Regions from separate parts of the Mus musculus genome. Here all the other regions are linked to region 3. The links are chromatin contacts, called in public HiChIP or PLAC-seq maps. All regions are on one chromosome and are shown on one strand. The core of a region is the stretch at or near the end of the contact, and the rest is flanking DNA. Distances in the headings are between cores, read along the strand shown. Region 1 has its middle 77 kb from the start of Gm38537. Region 2 overlaps Supt20 (SPT20 SAGA complex component). Region 3 holds the start of Proser1 (proline and serine rich 1).

The links. HiChIP or PLAC-seq counts read pairs in DNA pulled down with a chosen protein or histone mark.
Region 1: an H3K4me3 HiChIP or PLAC-seq map of pro-B cells shows a contact between it and region 3, with 8 times the contacts expected there. The contact joins the enhancer-like site here to the promoter of Proser1 in region 3. A contact is called at or near these places in 1 of 39 promoter capture datasets (the C10 cell line), 1 of 484 Hi-C or Micro-C datasets (embryonic stem cells), 5 of 115 datasets of contacts at active chromatin or transcription factors (astrocytes, embryonic stem cells, epiblast stem cells and 1 more) and 2 of 9 other capture datasets (embryonic stem cells and liver).
Region 2: an H3K27ac HiChIP or PLAC-seq map of acute myeloid leukemia shows a contact between it and region 3, with 6 times the contacts expected there. The contact joins the enhancer-like site here to the promoter of Proser1 in region 3. A contact is called at or near these places in 3 of 39 promoter capture datasets (embryonic stem cells, hippocampal neurons and neural stem cells), 8 of 484 Hi-C or Micro-C datasets (B cells, CD4 T cells, CD8 T cells and 4 more), 6 of 115 datasets of contacts at active chromatin or transcription factors (acute myeloid leukemia, astrocytes, bone marrow-derived macrophages and 3 more) and 3 of 9 other capture datasets (embryonic stem cells, liver and macrophages).

The regions. Positions count from the first base shown.
Region 1 is chr3:52,387,478-52,392,237 of GRCm38.p6, reverse strand. No RefSeq gene overlaps it. Among named protein-coding and RNA genes, the nearest start is that of Gm38537, 77 kb to the left of the region's middle. Within about 2 kb of position 1,662, at least 43 of the 459 cell types and tissues checked have an H3K27ac peak or open chromatin away from gene starts, as enhancers often do. A contact at or near this core is called in embryonic stem cells and pro-B cells, where this site is marked.
Region 2 is chr3:54,707,273-54,711,535 of GRCm38.p6, reverse strand. It overlaps Supt20 (SPT20 SAGA complex component), which reads right to left. Exons shown (of 25, transcript NM_001358015.1): 9 at 3,140-3,279; 10 at 2,349-2,505; 11 at 2,207-2,263; 12 at 1,064-1,135. Among named protein-coding and RNA genes, the nearest start is that of Supt20, 14 kb to the right of the region's middle. Within about 2 kb of position 2,370, at least 85 of the 459 cell types and tissues checked have an H3K27ac peak or open chromatin away from gene starts, as enhancers often do. A contact at or near this core is called in B cells, CD8 T cells, acute myeloid leukemia and 2 more, where this site is marked.
Region 3 is chr3:53,461,649-53,465,942 of GRCm38.p6, reverse strand. Proser1 (proline and serine rich 1) reads right to left here and starts at 2,148. Exons shown (of 13, transcript NM_173382.2): 1 at 1,624-2,148. The coding sequence starts at 1,668. It overlaps Nhlrc3 (NHL repeat containing 3), which reads left to right and starts at 2,685. Exons shown (of 7, transcript NM_172501.2): 1 at 2,685-2,883; 2 at 3,479-3,631; 3 at 4,164-4,294. The coding sequence starts at 2,800.

The DNA of each region.
Region 1 (4,760 bases), core at 413-2,912, 1.1 Mb after region 3:
TCATTATAAAAACAGCCGAATCTTAGAGGTCTGCAACTGCAGCTAACTAACGCATACAAAATAGACTTTCTGGGGCCGGAGACAGGGCTCCATGGTGCAAAGCATAGGCTGTTCTTCCAGAGCCCTGGGCTTGATTCCCAGGACCCACATGGTGGCTCACAACCATCTGTTACTCCAACGACAGGAGAGCCAGTGCCCTTACCTGGCCTCTGCAGGGACCAGACATGCCAATAGTTCATACAAGCATATGGCACGCATACATAATAAATAAAAATTGTTTTTAAAAGTTAAATATTTTCAACGGGCTTTCTGTAAGGGGGAGGGGGACAGAATAATGTTCTAAAGCTCTTGTTGTGAGCAATGGGTAGCAGGAACATCTGCATTAAAAAAAACAACTTTTACCTCCACTGAGCAAATGTTCACTGGGATGTGTTTGGCCAAAAGAGGAACTTTTTTTTATGAGGATGGTCATATCCAGGCCCTTCCTAAGGAATAAACATCTTTAATTATGCAAGTTGCTATAACCTGGAGGATGGCATTCTTCTGACAGCTGTAACTGGCACTCAGACACATGGCACAGATTTCATCCACACTGCAGCATCGCTAGGATTGTCAACCTGGATAATTAATGTAGCACTCGCAAAAGAGTTTTTTGTGGGTTGAGAGTCATCAGGAGAAATAGTCTTTCTTGGGGAAAGTGAGTTCTGATGTCATGGCTGTCTTACCGTCTGGAATGTGAACCATTTGTCAGAAGGAAATTGCCGTAAAATGTTACACGGTTGCCCCCATTATTTCAAAGGTGTGGAATGTAGTTAAATGATTTCCTCTGGTTAGATGGCTTCCTTTCCCCTCCTCTCTCCCCTTTCCTTCCTCTAGGGCGTTTTATAGCTGGTAAGTCACGCTGGCTAATGTGGATTCCCAAGAGGAAGTGAAGAGTAAGCTTCTGCAGTCGGGGCTGGGTTAGTCTGAGGAAGGTGATGGGCGCCGGGTCCTGAAGCTCACTTCTTCAGACGTGAGCACACCAAGAACGCCAGGCAAGGCTTCAGAGCGGGACCTTGCGGCAGGAGCAGTAATCCCAGCTACACAGGAAGCTGAGGCAGGAAGATTCCAAATTCAATACCACCTCTTGTATCCTGTGCTACTGTGTATATTCCCTGTTGCTCAGGTGGTTTGAAGGAGAATGCCCCCAAAGGCGCTTGTATTTGCATGCTTAGTCCCTAGTGGATGAATTGTTTGGAAGGATTAAGAGGCGTGGCCTTGGAGGAGGTGTGGCCTTGATGGAGGAAGTGTGTCTCTGGGGGTGGGCTTTGAGGTTTGAAAAGCCTAGGCTCTGCTGGCTTCCTGTGCATCTCTGCTCTCTGCTGCAGTTGCAGCTGCAGCTCCATTCCTGTGTGCTTCCCACCACTGGGATATTGGACTAAAACTCTGAAACTGTAGACAAGCTCCCAGTTCAATTCTTTCTTTTGTACGGGTTGCCTTGATCATGGTGTCCCTTCGCATCAATAGGACTAAGTTACTTTTATTGCCGTTCTTGCTGCTCAGACAGAAACAACTCGAGGAAGACAGATTTATATTTTGTTGCACGGCTTAAAGTGACTGGGTCCATCTCGGTGGGGACGCATGCTGGTAAGTGGTGCAGTGTGTAGCTGAGACTCCCTCTCTGCTCACATTTTGGTGGAACAGGAAACAGAGACTGGACAGGAAGCAGCAAACCGGGCTATACCCTTCAAGTCCCACCCACAGTGACTCACTTCCTCCAGTGTTGTTCCAATTCCTGAAGGTTCCACAACCTTCCAAAATAGTCCCACCCACTGGAGACCGATGTTCAAACATATGCATCTACAGGAAGATTTCACATTCAGACCATAACACTGAGCTACAGAGAGAGTTTAAAGTCAGTCAGGGAAACTTAATGAGACCTTATTTTTAAAAAAAAAAATTTTTTTTTTTTTTAAGCTGAAAAAGTAAGGGGTTTGTGGGAAAGCCACCTTTCCTGGGTAAGTGTAGCCAGCATTCCTCACAAAGAAGCCGCAGTTTACAGCAAATGGAGACAATCACAGAAAACCACAACTGGACAACTCTCAGAGATGAGCAGAGCACAGGAATCCTGGCCCAAACAGGTACATCCTCATCACAGCGCTGGCATCTATGGTTCAGGGAGGATCATGGGAAGGGAAGGCACAAAGGCTGTAAGCACCAGCACACAACCAGGAAGTGTGCTTCTGTGAAAGTCAACCCTAGAATCATCTGCCCAAACAAGACTGGAGCCATATCCATGTTAATGTGGAAGAGGAAAAATTTTGCAGAGTCCCACCCCTAGACAAAGAACTGCACGCTGCTGGGGGAGAGAGTTAACCTCTCTCGGGATGAGCCACCTTGTTGGTTGTCCAGGACAGAATGGTCAGCCCTCAGACCATATAGGCACAAACAACAAGAGTCCACAAGCTACATTTATATTGTCTATGTGAGCACACACATTCGTCCAACAAGAATAATCAAATAAAAAGAGGCTGTAAACTTGAGAGTTGCAGAGAATATGGGAGAGGAATCAGGGAGGGTTGTTGAGAAGAGCTGAAGGGAGGAAGAAAGGGATATAATTCTATTTCAATTAAAAACACGTTAAAAGGGGAGATGGAGGTTGGGGCTAGGGATGTAGCTCAGAGTGAAGTGCTTGCCCAATACACACTGACACCAAAGAAAAAAGAAAGAAAGAGAGAGAGAGAGAGAGAGAGAGAGAGAGAGAGAGAGAACAGGTTTGGGACAATCTCACATAAGGTCTCAAAATCCAGATTAAAGGGATCGATGAGGAGGGCAGGATCCGGAGCAGATGGAGAAGTCAGAGGCCTTTGGGTCAGGAAACCAGACTAGTAGAGACCGGAGACTATAGAAAGGACAATAGCTGAGCTTCGAAGTGGACTGTAAGACTGCAACTAACAGTCCACATGTGAAGGAGACATATTGGTGAACTCAACCAAGCACAGATGGAGAACACTCAGGAAAAAAATTGTGTCTCACCTGAACATACAGAGATTGAGTTTTCTTATCATTAGTCTCTGAATGGTATGGCACATAACTATTTATAGCTCATTTACATTGCATGAAGTATTACTTAATTACCTAGAGATATGCAAATACAAAATTATTTTATATAACAGATGTGAGCATCTGCAGACTTTGGCATCCTTAGATTCCCTAGAACCAATCCCTCGTGGGATAGCTAGGAGCTTGTCCCCCATGGGATAGCTAGAAACCAATCTCCAATGGGATAGGTAGAAATAACTGCATTTAATGGTGATTTCTGGGTAGGATTGAGTGGAAAAAGAACAAAGTAAAAGTGGTTCTTTTAATAGTGAAGGTGAAGAGGCTGCCCTCCTTCCAAGGAGACTGACAGAGCTGGGGACCCCCAGGTGTCTGGAGGGCTCCCCAGTGACTTCCAGTAGAACTTTCACCCTAACCCCATGGTGCCTGCATGTCATAGGGGATGGTGAAGGACAGACTAAGAGAGGAGGGTCTAGAAATATCCCTCCTCCATTCTGGTGAGCTGGTGTGTGGCTGGTGTTGCAAACACTCATCAATTCAACAGCACAGTCCCTGGGCAAGGCCAGCCTAACCTCTCCATGGCCACCAGTCGGATTTCCAGATTTTACTCTGAAAGGAGGAGGAGGAAGAGGAGGAGGAGGGAGAGAAGGAAGAGGAGGAAGAGGAGCAGGAAGAGAGGAAGAAAGGAGAAGCAGAAGCCACCCAGCATGGTGGTGCACACCAGGAGGCAGAGGGAGGTAGATCTCTGAGTTCAAGGCCAACCTGGTCTACAGAGTGAGTTCCAGGACAGCCAGGGCTACATGGAGAAACCCTGTCTCAAAACAAATAATTGAATAAACAAACAAAAAATTAAGGTTAAACAACAAAATATACAAGTAAAGGATCTACACTGCCTTCTTACAAAGCTTTAGAAATACATTATTATTATTATCATTTGTGTGAGTGTGTGAGATGTATGTGCATGAGCCCATGCCCCGCCTGTGGGGGTCAGGACGAGTTAGATTTATTTCCCTTACTACCATAATTTTCAGGCGTGAGACTCAGATCATGAGGCTTGACAACAAGGGTTTTTATCCCCTGAGCCATCTCTCTGGCTCAAGCCTTCGCTACAGCCATTCAGGGTGGCCTCCCTGGGCACCAGACCTGAGTAGCAATAGGACCTCACACTTAAAAAGGCTTCATAACTGGCTTACTGTTTCCAGTCACTCTGCTTCGACATTTTCATTTCATACTGGAGCCCGGATGTCATGTGACTCGTCCTGGTCTGGTGAAACAGATATTTCCAACATCCCCAATCATAAATCAAGAAGTCAAGGGCTAACCAGGTTAAAGCCTTCCCCGACCTGCTAATAAGTAGCGCCTGGACTCACACCTCCAGAGCCAGTGTTTGGTCTGGTCCATCACTGCTTCTCACATCTTTGTACACCTCAGTAAGTGGGCCAAGCCTTTCCATCAGGAGCCCCTTTGACCTGTTTATATCCCATGATGCATTCCTGCTGGCGAGGGCTGACCCTCAGGCTGGGCTAGGCTGTTTTTCCTGAGACTCTGGAATTGGTACCTATGATGACACTAGCAGATGGAGTGTTAAGGACCCATGGAGAAGTAGCGAGGTCATAGAAATTCTGGCTCCAGTGTGAAGTGGTAATATTGGTCCAGCTGCCTCCCCCCACTCTTCCCCATCACGTTTCCAGAGAGACACAGCCTAGAGGAAAAGCTACCAC
Region 2 (4,263 bases), core at 1,121-3,620, 1.2 Mb before region 3:
GCATCTCTCCAAGCCAGGAAGACACTCACAGAGATTCACTCATTGTACACACAACTGCAATAGTTAACAATCTGAGTATAAAGTTTCAAAGTGGAAATATTTTTGTCATATGCCATTCATACAAAACATCCTAAAGATGTCTATAAATCTTATTATCTTGTGCTTAGAGTCCATTCAAAATGTTATTCCAACTTCTCCCTTTAAGAGACTATTACGATGAGAGCATCAGAACATTTCCCTTCAGAGCTGTCTTTAAGCCAGGCACTGTGGCACATGCCTATAATCCCAGTACTCAGGAGGCAGAGGCAGGCGGCAGAATGGCGACAAGTGAGAGAGCAGCTGTAAAGAAGCAAAGTTCCAGGCAAGCCTCGGTCACACAGGAGACCACCGCTCAAACAAGAACATCTTTACAAGAACACACTAATTTGAAACAAGACAGGTGAGGACCACCAACAAGTAGGCAGAACAGAACATTGCACTAGTTTTCTGAAAGAGTCTCACTCTGTAGCCCAGGCTGTCTCAGAGACATCTTTTTCCCAGCAGCAGTTTCCCTATTCTGGACTTACAGTTATGTACCATTGGGCTGGACTCCTAATTTGGTTTTTGAATAGCTCCCTATGTGGCTCAGACTGGCCATCAAGTTGAGAGCTTCCTGCCCCTGCCTCCAAGAGCTGAGATTACAGGCATGGGCTCCAATGCCCCACATAAAAAGGTAGTGTTATATTAAAACTTCTCTGTAAAGTGAAAAACACACTCAGGGTTAATTATATTTTCCTGAAGCCCACAAGTACTCCAAATACACTTAAAAAAAAACTTATACATTAAAAGTTGTTTTCTGTTTAATAACTTCAGAGCCCAGCTTATAAACAACATACTTTACAATACGGAAGAGGCACGTCTGGCACCTGGGCAGTGAAAGCCAGAGGATCAGTATGTCTGAGGTCAACCTTGACTACACTACAAGTTTGAAGCCAGTTTGGGCCAAAAGAGACACTGTCTCCAAACAAAAAAAATACACGGGCAACTGGATCATTAGTCAAAGAGATTGGAACTGATTACTTACATGAGCTGGCCACATTGTTGGCTGTGAGTCGTCAGATTTGATGGATTCCTCCACTTTAGCATATTTTTCCACCTAAACAATGAAGATGTTGAATCAAATATAGTCAGTATCGGAACAAAGACAAGAACCTGCACAGTTCACAGAATCAATGTGGGCACAAGGGTCTCAACTAGCAGTATCACCAAGCACTTGTCAAGTTTTAAACCTCCTGATATGTTTAATTAAGTGTCGCATGTGGGACTACAGATGGTTAAGAGGTTAAGAGCACTGGATGCCTGGAGGCCACATATGCAACAAGATAATATGGCTTTCTTTCTTGGTTTGTATACATAGTCTATAGATGTCTCTGGCTTTGTGCTTTAACTGTTAAAACAGCAAGAACTGCTAGAATTGTTACAAAAAGCATTCTTGAAATAGTAAATAATTTTTGAAACAACTATCATAAAGAATTAAGTAAACTGGCAAGATTGCTTAGCAGGTAAAGGCTCTTGCCACTGAAACTTGAAGTTCCGAGTCTGCAGCCCAGGAATACCGTGGTAGAAGCAAAGACTCATCCCTCAATGGTTGCTCTCTGGTTTTCCATATGTGTTATAGTCTGCACACGGACACACACACCAAATATATATCTAAAAAATACATACTAAGAGAAACAAAAAATGAAATCTAAAATAGTCCTTTATAATGCCTTTATGATCACTTAGCACTCATGTGTCTTATGAATATTAGTAAACAATACTATTGGTAATTCCAAATTTCTAAGATTACTCATCTTTAAATTTTACCAGTTTGAACACGGAAGCATTTTGAGTTAATTATGAAGGACCACTACAGAATGGCACAAGGTCATTTCCTGTCACTATATAAAATATGCCATACTCTTTCCACATTTGGAAGCCTTAACATTCTTTCTGCTCCTAACACAGAACTCTATTCAAATGTATGCTCTTATGTAACTAACTGAGGCTGGATTGGCGGTCCACTCAATACCACAGACTTACATGACTGATACGACAGACTCTTGAAATGACAACTTTTACTGTTTCAAACAAGCTGCTCTTTTCTTCCCTTCACTTCCTCACAGCACTGGCTTCCTAATGCTGGCCTTTGACCCTGTGTCAGTGTACAGCTTTTTCATGAACTTACATCTACTTCAGAAGGCACAGCCAAGTTACAGGGGCTCCGTTTCCACATGTCTACACACTGAAAAGTAAAAACAGTACAGTCACTCGGAAACCCTAAAGCACAGCCAGTCATTCGTACAGCGAGCACCTTAGCGACTACTTACATTTCCTGCTTTGGAAATTTTGAGGTCATAATGCTGGCCTGCTTTCCTTTCCTTCCGCTTTTGTAAGAAATCAAGTAGTCTCAGCTGAGGGGGAGGAGGGCCGTGAGAGAGGTCCTGCTGGCGGTTCAGGGAGGACCTGGAGTACCTCTTCCAACACCTACAACAGACAGGAAGCAATGAAGCAGCAACTCTACCACACGGGGAAAAGGAGCAGGCACAGATCACAGACTCCATCACAGATACCCACTTACCACACACACACTCACACACTCCATCTATAAATACAACTTTCACACCAGCAAGCTTTAAGCACAGGTGAAAGAAAAAGAACAAGACAAAATACTCATGACCATGGAGCCACACTAGTTTGAATCCAGAACTAGAGAGGCAGTCATTATAAGCTAATCTCTAAAAATTGTGATTGTATTTTCTCAAAACTCGTTAAGTTACACATTGTTTCCTTGTTAACTGATTCCAATTAGTGTTGAGAAGCAGTGAAGCAACTACCCTTCTGTTTCTATCTAGTCTTCTTACAGCCTCACAACCATTTTGGTGAACAGACCATAAACTTATAAAAGTTCCTTCTTTAAAAGACTGAGGAAAATATTACTTTATAATAATGCAGAAAATATTTTTTAAAAAGGTCTATAACATAAATCCACAATACAAGGCCATGAAAAATCCCATTTTTGAACTTAGAATTCCAGCCCTCACATGCCAAGGGAAAGGGCACTCTGGCTAGCAACGATGTCAAACTTAAGAGCCTGTGTTACCCAAGTGCTGGTGGTTACCGTTTCATTGGGCGAGTGTTCATCTTCTGCCGGTTATAGAGCAGCCTATTGGCAGTGCACGCTACTGCCACCGATGGGTCAAGACACAGTGGCTCTGCTGTAGCTAGAATCAGCTGGCTCTCAAGCAAAAGTTTGTCTTCCTGAAATACACAGTTGTATGTCAGCCTCAGATGCATTTTTGATAATGTAAACATACATCATTTACCCAGAAATATTCTCAGGAAGTTGCTGAAGACTAAAGTGAATGTAGCAGTAACTCAAGTTTGAACATTAACAAGATAAAGAAACTTCTAATGGAAACCGAATTATCTGCATGATTTATAAAACAGTCACATCCACGGAGTGGGTATTTATTTGGCTGTTTAAAATAGTGGATCCAGAAATGGTAGAATATCTGAGAATAGTTATACTCTCTCTTTTACTAGTCCTCGGCTTAAGAAAATGATGCTTTCTGCTCTCTAGTGTGAATGCAAGTTTGTCTCTAACAAGAACAACTTCCAACCTTATAGATAGAAAAATAACAGCCCAGATTAAACCTCATCACTCACGAGTTACAGATAAACTGAATCTTAATTCACAAGCACATTTCACAGAGGATAACCTCACATTACTGACATTTTCTCTCCAAAGCAACAGGTAAACAAGAGCTAGAACTAAAGTATCAATTAGCTGATGTCAGCGCTAAGAAGTCCTGTTAGACCGTGTGCGTGTGCGTGTGTGAGTGAGAGAGAGAGAGAGAGAGAAAGAGAGAGAGAGAGAGAGAGAGAGAGACACTCAGACCTCAGGAGGCTCAGGTAGCAGGATCTCAAATCCCAAGCCAGCCTAGGCTAGAGATCTTACCTCAAAAAGAAAAAGAAAAGAAAGGAAGAAAGGGATGAAGGAAGGAAGGGATAAAAGCCAGGCTTCCTGTAGAATTATAGAATCCTATATGAAGGAAAATCACAATCTATTTGTTTTCAATAGTAACAATGAAGCTTTTGTTCAAGAGGATAAAAAAAACAATTTTTACATTAGGCTTCATTGGTTAACTTAACTCCAGTTTATCAGCAAGGCTGGAAACAACTGGGACTGGACTATAAGCAGTTCCTTGAGGGATTTCTAAATATACAGGAAGTACAAGACCC
Region 3 (4,294 bases), core at 899-3,398:
ACTCCTGGGGGAGTATTAGATACCTAATGAGGGCTTGGCTTGGGGTTGTACACTGGGAGTCCACCACCTAACTCCAATTAAGAAGCTGGAGTCAAACAGAAAGTGCTTACTAATTAACAGCTCTTATTACTCCCATTTTGAGAAAACAAAACAATGCCTTTCCTATTTTTCCCCCAAGTGTCTTCTCACATGCTTCTACTTTGAGAAGTGAGAGCCAGTATTACCTGTGGGTGTACAGTAACAACAGAAGAGGAGGCCCATTGGCATGGACATTTACAAAATCTAAAGCAATTTCTAAAAATTATAGCACCACCCCTACTTAAAAACGCCCATATCTATTTTACTGCATTTTAGTAGACTAAGACACTGTCGCTGTCTTCTCCATCTGGCAAAGCCAACTGGCGACACATTTTGATTGCAGACTAGAACTGTGGCCTTGAAGGCTACCCCGTCTGAACAGACTTTTATCTCTGGAGCCTTTCCGATTCCCTCGTTGATATTTATTACCAGACATTTTTACAAGGCTGAGAAGGGAGAAGATAGACATATGCATGTCTGCATTCATGTCTACCTTAACTTAAAATTTATTTTCTCAGAATGGTTAAAAAACAGCTCAGAAACCAACTGTGGCAAATTCTAAGTACATGATAAAAAGACATTTTGTTTCAAATTTTAATTAGATGAGACTCAGCAAGTGCAGAAGTTTATTTGAAAAGAAAAAAATTCAGCACCACCAAATATGAAAGATTAAATATATGTTATCTGAAAAGGGGGGAAGGGAGGAAAAGGGGTCTTACAAAGAGCAAAACAAAACTCTAGATCCGCTGGTCGTGGTGGCGCCCGCCTTTATTCCCAGCACTCGGGAGGCAGAGGCAGGCGGATTTCTGAGTCCGAGGCCAACCTGGTCTACAAAGTGAGCTCCAGGACAGCCAGGGCTATACAGAGAAACCCTGTCTCAAAAAACAAACAAACAAACAAAAAAACAAAAACAAAAACCTCTAGATCTGGCGCCAATTTTTGCAGTGCCAGTCAGGGGCACCGTTTGAGATGCCGAACAGATGCAAGCTGTGAGATGCTGTGAGGTCACAGCACTGCCCTTTCTGTCAAACAGGCAACCTGCTATTTTTTATGTAAGAGATACTTTTAGCCTCAACCTTACATTCCAAATTTTTTTTTTTTTTTTTTTTTTTTTTTTTGCTGCCTGGTTCCTTCCAGGAAATAGGAAATATAAACAGTGTCAAAAAGATGGAAGGAGAGCAAAGGCAGGGGAAGAGATCTGGAAAAGAACTTTCTCGGCATCCCTTCCAGTGCCTAGTCACTCCTGTTACCGAACCATGTTAACATTGAATAAATGTCAGTCAACCAAAAGCTCAGTTATTACGGATTTACAGTTGGCTCCGGGGCTGTAGGTAGTACAAACGTAATTCCCGTACCACAATGACTTCCCAAGTTTAGCAGTGAGGTGGTTTATCTTCTATTTAAGCGGTGCAACGGACCAAGATGCAAGTTCTTACGTTACACAGGAAAGTTCAAGTTCCTCTGCTGACTACACACAACACCTCAAAGAAAGTAACTCACGACCATTATTATCTCAGACGAATTTCAGGGAACAAGGTCAATTACCTTTCGAATTTCATCCAGCACCGTCTCAAAGGACTTTTTGTCCATCTTGAGTACTATTCCGTCGTGACGTCTCACAGTTCTTGCAATTACAAAACGCTCATCCCAGGTTCGTCTCGTGGATAATACACCAGGAGGAGAAAGGAGGCGAGGAGGTAGAGTATTGCAAACTGCACCAAAACAAAACAAAAAATCCCAGAACGAAAACTTGGAAAAAGTTGGGTTTTTTTTTGTTGTTGTTTGTTTGTTTTTTTAAATAAAAATCAGACTTCAGTAGCTTCTTCACACAAAGCTTCAGCTGCTCAGAGCAGAGCGGGCTTGTGCGTTTGCAGAAATCAGGGCTCCGGAGGGTGCCGACAGCCGGGTGCTCCGGGGAAGGCCGCCGAGCCACGCTCCGCTCACCGCCGTGATCCGGGACACGTGGCCCCGCGGGCGCTCAGACCCGCCGATCCGCCCGATCCCGGGGTCCCGCAGCTCCGGCAACCGGCGGCCCCCGCAGGTCCTTTGTTACGGGCTTTCGTAGCTTCCGGGAGCGGGCGGGCGGCCGGGGCGCACTAGGAGCCGGACGAAGGGGGCCAGAGCCTTGCGAAGGGAGGCTCTCGAGCACCTCAGCGCTCATACGGCCAGGCGCCCAGCGGGTGCTCCCCTAAATGCCCCACCAGCTCCAGGGGACCTTTGATAGAGCGTGTCGCGCCCACAAGACGCAATGGTGCACCGCCACCTTAAGTCGCTTTTGCACAAATGATTAGTTTGGGGCGTCGGGGGGGGGGGGCGGGGTCCTAGTGTGGGAATATAGGCGTCCACGGCAGAAGCCTGAATGCTTGTGGAGCAGACGTGACTAAAGTCCTTTTCGGAGCGTGGTAGTCATTGTTTTAGTGTCACGATCCCCTAACTCTTCAGTTTCTCGGTGCTCTGTTTTGCTTCTTGAAAGTGAGTTTAAAGGAGCGAAGAGTAAGTAGGTCAGGAAGATCTGCGGACGCCGCCATCCTAGTGGCCAGGAGCACCTCGGCGTGGGGACCAGGGTCACTCGCTGGGCGCCTGACTCGGGGCGGAGCAAGGAGCAGGACACCCGGAATTAGTCTTCGGCGGTTCTCCGGTCGAGTTTCCCGGTGCTTTAGTCTGCCTCTGCCCTAGAGCCGGCTTCAGGCCTCGCTGACTTTCGCCTCCCAGACCCTCGCGATGGCGAGAGCCTGGGTCTGCCTGGCGGGCGCCGCCTTCTTCCTTTCCTGTCTGGTTTTGCATTCGCGCTTCTGTGGCTCGCTGGTAAATAGCAGGCAGAAGGCTGTGGGTGTGGGTGCCACCGAGGGGTACAGCCCCTGGGGTCCCAAACCTGCTCCCCTGGGGCTCAGCAGCTGACGACTCGTCCTCTCATTTAGTGTAAAAAGAATGCACGTGGGGCTGGGGAGGTGGCGCGGAGGTTGGGAGCTCGAGCAGCTTTTTCAGAGGACTCAGGTTCGATTCCCAGCACCAACTTGAAGGCTCACTCTCTCACTGTAACTCCAGTTCCAGGGAGCCTGATGCCCTCTTCTGGCCTTTGTGGGCACATGGTGCACATAAACTCACCCGAGCTCATGCACACAAGTCTAAATAAAAATAAGTAAACATCACACACACACACACACACACACACACACACACACACACACACTGGATTTTCCCCAGCTCTTACTACACTCTTAAGTCACACACACACACACACACACACACACACACACACTGGATTTTCCCCAGCTCTTACTACACTCTTAAGTCATCATTAGACTTTTCTTATGGTTGTTTTGATCTTTAGATATACAATCTTATTTCCGGCTACCTTCTGGTTGTCGAACTGAATCTGAGTATTTTGATTTTATTTGAGGTTTCAAGGACATTTTCTTTTCACGTTTCCTGGAGAATGGAGGACCCTCTTTTCCGGCTGGATTTGGGTTGGCCCAAGAATTCGGAATACTTCACTGGTGCAACATTTTGTGTTGCAGTTGATTCCCTCAACGGGTTAGTTTACGTAGCCCAAGTAAGTAGAATGCATTTTTTTTTTTTTTTAATATGTGAGCCTGTGAGGTCAAGAGAGACCAGAGTGTTAATGCGGTTATCAACTACCAGTGGTTTCCAGGATTGAACTCTGAGTGTCAGTCTTGCTTAGCAAACACTTTCATCTGCTCAGCCATCTCTTCAACTAGAGATTTTTTTTTAATTTTAATTATATACATTCAGTTTGATCACAACAGACAGGAATAATAAAAGAACAGTCAATCTGAGCATGACAAAAAGGAAAAAAAGAAGATGAACAGAAAGGAAAGAAGTGTTTCCCACCTAGATAGCCTGCTGCATTTATAGTATGCTAACTATGCAATTTAATTTTGAGTTGGCTTCAAGTGCACATTTTAGATTTGTATGCATTAGAAATTATTAAGTTTTGAAGTTAGTGCTTTTTTTTTACACACTTCTAAATTTCTTATTATACTTTCATTTTGATTTCTCTGACAAAAGTAAAGATTAGCGTTCCTATTGAGTGATTCTAAGCAGTTGTTTTTGTGTGCCTTCAGAGAGGGGATAACATCCCCAAGGTATTAGTGTTCTCAGAGGATGGCTATTTCCTACGAGCCTGGAATTATACAGTTGACACACCCCATGGTATGTTTGTCTCCGGCACACCATTTGAACAGTCCGTCTGGAT